Linked DNA regions of Sus scrofa: region 1 is linked to region 2. The links are chromatin contacts, called in public Hi-C maps. All regions are on one chromosome and are shown on one strand. Each heading gives the region's core, a stretch centred on a gene start, on an enhancer-like site or on the middle of the called end of the contact. The rest is flanking DNA. Distances are from core to core; before and after follow the strand shown.

What was found. Hi-C and Micro-C count contacts between places; a contact is called where the count stands out from the background.
Region 1: a Hi-C map of liver shows a contact between it and region 2, with 8 times the contacts expected there. The contact joins the promoter of ACVR2A here to the promoter of EPC2 in region 2. A contact is called at or near these places in 1 of 5 promoter capture datasets (liver), 2 of 47 Hi-C or Micro-C datasets (heart right ventricle and liver) and 1 of 2 datasets of contacts at active chromatin or transcription factors (alveolar macrophages).

The regions. Positions count from the first base shown.
Region 1 is chr15:4,257,790-4,261,093 of Sscrofa11.1, forward strand. It overlaps ACVR2A (activin A receptor type 2A), which reads right to left and starts at 1,267. Exons shown (of 11, transcript NM_001204765.1): 1 at 1,191-1,267. The coding sequence starts at 1,245.
Region 2 is chr15:3,524,652-3,527,694 of Sscrofa11.1, forward strand. It overlaps EPC2 (enhancer of polycomb homolog 2), which reads right to left and starts at 1,572. Exons shown (of 13, transcript XM_021076083.1): 1 at 1,089-1,572. The coding sequence starts at 1,241.

The DNA of each region.
Region 1 (3,304 bases), core at 17-2,516, 730 kb after region 2:
GGACAAGGACATACACACAAACACACACACCACAGAGGTACACAAAGAAAAGACTACCACCCTCTTATTTCCCTGTGGCAAAGGAGATAAAGACATGGCCATGAAACCTGTCAATTCGTTGTCCCCCTATAATTCTATCTCACAACCTGGTAACTGAATATTGAATTTTGTAAAAAATAGATCCATTGCCACTTTAAAATTGCTCCATCTATCAAGCGAACTCTCCTCTTATGCACATTTGCACACCTTTTGAGCTAGATGCTGTATTCATTTACAGAATTTCAAATACAAAAGACTACATAGTTTTCCAACCACTGGTTGCAACCACAGAATGTTCTCACAAAATCAAAATTTCAAATATAAAGGGGCCAGATTATTCTTCCAACCTTGGGCCAAAACGAATTTTATGACTATAGTGTATGTGACAGTATGCACAATTTCAAATGGGCTGTTCTAAACCGAAAACAATGCTTCAATACAACGCGTTTAAAATAAGTATTCGTAGGTAAGCAAAATCTATGCCAGAAAAGAGCACATAAATGGTGGTTGAAAGCCAGCACATTCCCAACACACAGCAGCATACCTCTTCTGCACTGGGTTATTGTTAATACTCCAACAACAACTACAACTATTTTTAACACTGCTGGACACTGAAGTTGAAGAAAATGTGAGGGGAGACGCAGAAGAAACTGCTGGTAGAATGCATTGTTTCTCACGGTCAAAATTAAGCAGCAACTGACTTGATCTCTGTCGTGATAGTCACTGAAGTACTAATTAAAAGACGTTAAAAAAATAAAAACCACCCTTATCTCAGAGGATGTCATACTAAATGACATTTTGGAATACGCCTTTCGGGTCTCAAACCTTTGCACAAATTGTCACTTGTGGTATTTGCGGCTTAATTACAACCCAACCAGCGCTGTCATCCACTGTTATGGCCACAAACCATGACTTTCTCACTTCCACAACAGAGCAGTCACTCCAATCAGTTCGCCAACCTAACTCAAAACCAGAAAAATTCATGGAGGTTTCCAGATCACAGTCGGACCTGGCGGGTGGCAGCCGAGGGGCTCGGGGTGCGGGGAAACCTCCTCAAGGTCCACGGGAGCTCGCCGACCCACCGACAACCGCGGCCGCCAGCAGCGGCGGCGGCGGCAGCAGCCCCGCCGCGCCGCGCTCCGTGCACCTACCTGAAGAACAAGAGATAAGAAAGACGGCAAACGCCAACTTTGCAGCAGCTCCCATTTTCCCGAGGCGCCGGGGAAGCCGTAGGAAGTTCTCGCTAGATATCCAGTTCCCTGGGTCTTCCTCAGAGACAAACCTCCTGGTGTAAAATCAACCGTCATAAAACATATTCGGAAGCCCCGACCAAAAAAAAAAAAAAAAAATTAAAAAAATAACGTTCACGGGGTCAAAAAAAAAAAGGAAAAAATTTAAAAATAAAGAAAGCACAATTTAAAAAAATGCACCACGGGGGAAAAACCGCCACACACAATCACAACACACAAAACCAAACAACGAAAAGCCAACAACAACAAAAGCGGGTTTAAATCACTGTCAAAATCACTGTCAGCTCCGCTCGCCTCTCGGGTCTCTCGGAACAAAACGCCAGGCTGAGGCGACGAGGAGGCGGCGGCGGCGACGTCCGCTGCCGCCCGGACAGTCCGGGAACCGAGCTGGGTCCGACGTCCGGACCGACCTTCAACCCGGACACCCAAAGTCCGCGGACCAGTGGCGGCTGAGCTCGCAGCGGCGGCGCCCGAGGAGGCGGCGGCGGCAGCACGGGGAAGGAGCGGCGGGCGTCGGCGGCGCAGGCGGCGGCCAAGTTCTGGTCCAGGCTCTGGCTCCGGCTCCAGGCTCCGGGCTCGGCCGCGTTTTCGGTCCCCTGGCCTCTGCCGGCCCCGCCCCCTAAACTTCCGGTTCCGGCCCGAAGCTGGAAGCCGGGCACCGTGAAGGAACGCTCCGCAGCGGTGGCGGCGGCGGCGGCAGTGGCGGCGGTGGCCGGGCGCAGCGCGCGTGCCGGGCCGGGAGCGCGAGGAGATTGTCGGGGAAGCGAGGCGGGAGAGGGGGAGGGATGAGAGAGCGAGGGCGGGGCCGGCAGGAGGGTGAGGAGGCGGGGCGGACGGAGCCTCGATACCGCGAGGCCTCGTCGTCCGGCCTGCTCGGCCTGCTGGGCCGTGGAGCTCGAGTGGGCGGGCGGATGGAGGTTCGTCCCGATCTCGAGCGCCTGGTTTCCAAATCGTGCTCCCCTGGCCTCTCTACGGAGCGCACGCCCGAAGGGTCAGAGGGAGCTCAAGAGGAACAGGACCCCAGGGCGGGGTGGGGCGGGTGACTCTTCCGCGGGGGCGTCTGCGGCGCCCTGTCTTTCCTCTGGGGGGACGCCTCGTCCGCTCTGAGATTCCAGGCGCGGGGAAGCGAGGTGTGGTAGTCGGTCCTCCGCGCTGCCGAGCTGCCGCAGCCAGTGTCTGTACCCTCAGTCGTCTCGTGCTTCCCGCCCCTGTGGCTTCTGTTTTAAGCGTTTTGTCTTAAAAAGAAAAGGAAGGGGGTGGGGATGGCCTCGCAGAGGGTGGGCTGTCCACCCGGTCAAAGATTTCCACCGCAGTTATCACGATGTGCAATACGAATCCATTCCCACCATTCCTTTTACATACAAAGCCTTGTGCTGAGAATTGTTCTGCATGTAATAGGTTCTCAAATATTATTACACGCTGAAGAGAAAACCTGAGGATTTCGATCGACATATTTGATGGTCATTCGAGTGTTTACTTTTTAAATTTTCGTTATTTTAGGGCTTGTTTGTACTCCTTAATTCAAGTTGATTGCTTACAAGGTGCTGTGCTAGGCACGGAATGGGATCCAAAACGTAAAGTAGGATTCCCTCTCTCAGGACGCTCACATTATGTGCTGTACTCAAAGTTGGTTACAGAACACTAACTGAAGAGAGTATTAACGGTACTAGCTTTGTCATTTACCACACTTTAGCGAGCTCCATGAAGGTGGGGGGGTGGGAGGTCTTGTGTCTTCTTCCCCATTTTATGTCAGCACTCAGAGTGTCTAGCATGATGTGATAGGTGCTTAATATTTATATAAATGACAAGGGATAATTGCCTTCTCCTTAAATACATTATTCTCACATATAATCTATGATTTTTTGGTTTTTATTAATAAAAACAAATAAAATATCTGTACTATATGGCTAATTGACACTTTACTTGCAGCTTACTGAGTTCCCAATTTCTCCGCAAAGCAAGCCTTCTCCCTTGTAGTTATAGTCTCATTTTTCTCTTCCTCTAAATTACTCTGT
Region 2 (3,043 bases), core at 322-2,821:
CAATATTAATAGTCATAAGAGAAAACCAATCACAGAAACCTTGGGCCTTCTTTTGACAGTCACAGAAGCAAGAGAACCAATCCACGCACACCCGAGGTTGACAATAAGGCGGGACCACAGGTTCATTGAAGAAATTCTTGAGGGTGCAGTTACTATGAACTTCGCACACAAGTAGCACCACTCGAGTCATAAACACTGTCAAGCCAGAGGAAATTCAACCATATCCAAAATTTAACGCATCAGGGAGAAAAAACATTTTTGCCCCAAATTGCTGCTATTAATAAAAATGCAGCTGTCAATATGGATGCAATAGGTCCTCAACTTCTAAAACACCCCCCCATGGCAATTTTTCAGGGACGCGGGGCGAGGACTGTGGAGCATCGGCAGCTAGTTGCCTAACATCGCCAGTCCCTTTCTAAAGCCTCACACTAAGCAGGCACCGTCCGGGCTAGGCAGGCAGAACCGACTCGCTCTGGGCCCGGAGCTAGCCGGTCAGCGGCTTCTAACGTTACATCCTCCTAGTGGTCGTGGCCCTCAGCCTCCCCGGCCGCAGTGCTGCACCACCTCAATCCTGCTGCACCAACGCGGGCCGGGGTGCGAGAATTACCTTGCTAAGAGGAAGACGATGTTTTGAAAGCGTTTTACTTTCCACAAGTCATTTCAAAAAGAACCCAATGCAAGGCTGAATCCAAAAGTGGGGGAAAAACGTTGCCTAGCCAAAGCATCCCCTGCGGATTAAATAATCCCACTCCAGGGGGACAAAAAAGGTAAACAGAGGCCGTACGTCAAGTGCGGCCAGAACATCCCCTGCGCCATTCCGGGCCGCCGCTTACGGCAAGGCCCCCTTACGGCAGCGTAAGCGGCGCTGCGAGCTAATCACAACACTGGGACGCAACAACATGGCGGCCGCGGGCGGGCGCTGCGCCGGCCGAGAGGGTTTACGCTACTCCGCCGGCGTAAGGTCCCAAGCGTTGGAGCGGCAGCGGCGCCCTCCAGCGAGCGTAAAGCGCTCTGTGAATGGCGAGGCCCGACTGACAAAGGGGAGGGGGGAGGAGGGAAGGGGGGGTAATAAACACTCGAGTCCCTACCGATTCCTCCTCCTTCTCCATCCCGGTGGGCATCTGGGGCACGGCCCGGTTGATGGAGACGCAGTCGTTGAGATCAGGCATGTCCTTGCCGCGGTAGATAGGCAGCGGTTTGGCGGCGTCCAGCGCCCGCGCTCGGAAGGAGAGTTTACTCATTGTCTCCCCGCCTTACAGGAACAGCCCGGGCGGCGGCGGCGGGGCGGGCGGGGAGGGGGGGAGGACTCCCGCCGCCTCCTCCACCACCTTCCTCAGTGCAGCGCGGCCGGCCCGCTCCTCCTCCTCCTCCTCACTGCCCCCGGCCACAGCATGGGCGCCCACCCCGCCCGAAAACAGCCCCCCGCCGCCCGCGGCCGCTTCCACACACTAGATCCGCCGCTCGCCCGCCCGATCCGCTCCCTGCGCCATGGCCAACATGGCGGACATTACCACAGCGGCGGCGAGCGATCCCGGCAGCCCGCGCGAGAGCGCGCCCCCGCCGCGGGAACGCGCCTCGCCCTCTCCCTCCCTCCCTCCTTCCCCTCCCTCGCCTGCCCACCCACTCTCTCCGCGGCGCTGCCGGCCCGCGGGAGCGTGCTCAGCCTCGGGCCGCTCCGGGTAGGGGGGCGGCAGCGGCCCTCTGCTCCGCTGCCGGCGCTCTAGCCGTGTGGCAGGTGTCAGGTGCGCAAGTTAACCCGCGCCCCCGAGCGTGCGCCTCTGCCTCCGCGGCCCCGACACCCAGCTAGTTGGGTGCCCCGGAGGACGGCGCCGGGCAAAACACAGCCGCGCTGAGCAGCCCGTGTGTGCAGAAGTCTGTGAGCGGGAAAGGGAAGATGTCAACCGAGCCACAGCTGCCCCACTGAGCCTGTACTTACACAGCACTTACCTCCACAGCGCCAGCTAATTCTCATCCTCCAAATCGCGCATCCCTGGGAGGTGCGAAAGGTCCATTCCTTCCGTCCGCTCCGAGGGGCGCAGACCTGTCGGGTCTCGTCTGCCCCGAGAACGCCTCCGCAATCCCGGCCCTCTTCCCGCATCTTTTTTTTTTTTTTTTTTTTTGGTACCTGGCCGAAAGAGCTCTCCAAGGTAAGGCATCCTCGCTTTCGCTGAGAGGATGCTAATGGCAGCAGTGAGGGTTAATGTTTGAGGCTGCCAGATGCAACAAGTGCACTTGAACCTGTCACCAAAACTTCAGAGTTATTTAATGGATGATATTTCTGATTTCAAAAATATTAAGCTTATAATTTTTAACCAAGGCAGAGAACATTTCCAGAGTGATAGATCCGTGTAAAATATTGGATGCTGTGGAAGATGCCAAGAGGTTTGAGGAAAAGTTCCTGTCCTCGTGCAGCTTTCACTTTGATGGGATGACAGAACGGTTAAAAAGATGAGTAACAGTAAGAGATGTAAATAGTTGAAGAACAGGGCAACTGAAAAGTAAATGACAGCCAAAAGAAAAAAAGTTTATAACTTGAAGAAAACTACATAGGCAATGACACAAGGCAGTAGAACATGCTTAATTACCAAATGAGTCATACAGGCCATAGTTGCCATGAGAGTTCAGAGAAAGGAGACTACTTTAGCCTGAACCGGTTAGAGAAAGTTCTAAAGAGGAGGTAAAATCCAGTTGACTCAAATTTATTTGGCAGCGATTGTTGATATCAACTTCATTTAGCCAAGAGTTCCTTAGTTAGACTTTAAGCATCACAGTTTTCCTACAAAAATCCCTGGGAAGAGTATAACACATTTTGTCATTTTCTAATAATCGATCAATGTTTTGCCTAGCTCAGAGAAAAGTAGATAGTTTGATCACATCTAGAAGAGAGAAAGAGAGAAAAAAAAAAAAGCCTATTCCTACAGTCATTTCTATAGAACCTCAAAGCTCCATCTTTTCCTCCACCACATTCTCCTTTTTACCAACTTCTTCCCCTCTTTTTCCTCCCTGTCCTTCTCCCTTTTCTCTCCACTTCCCCCTCTGAAGG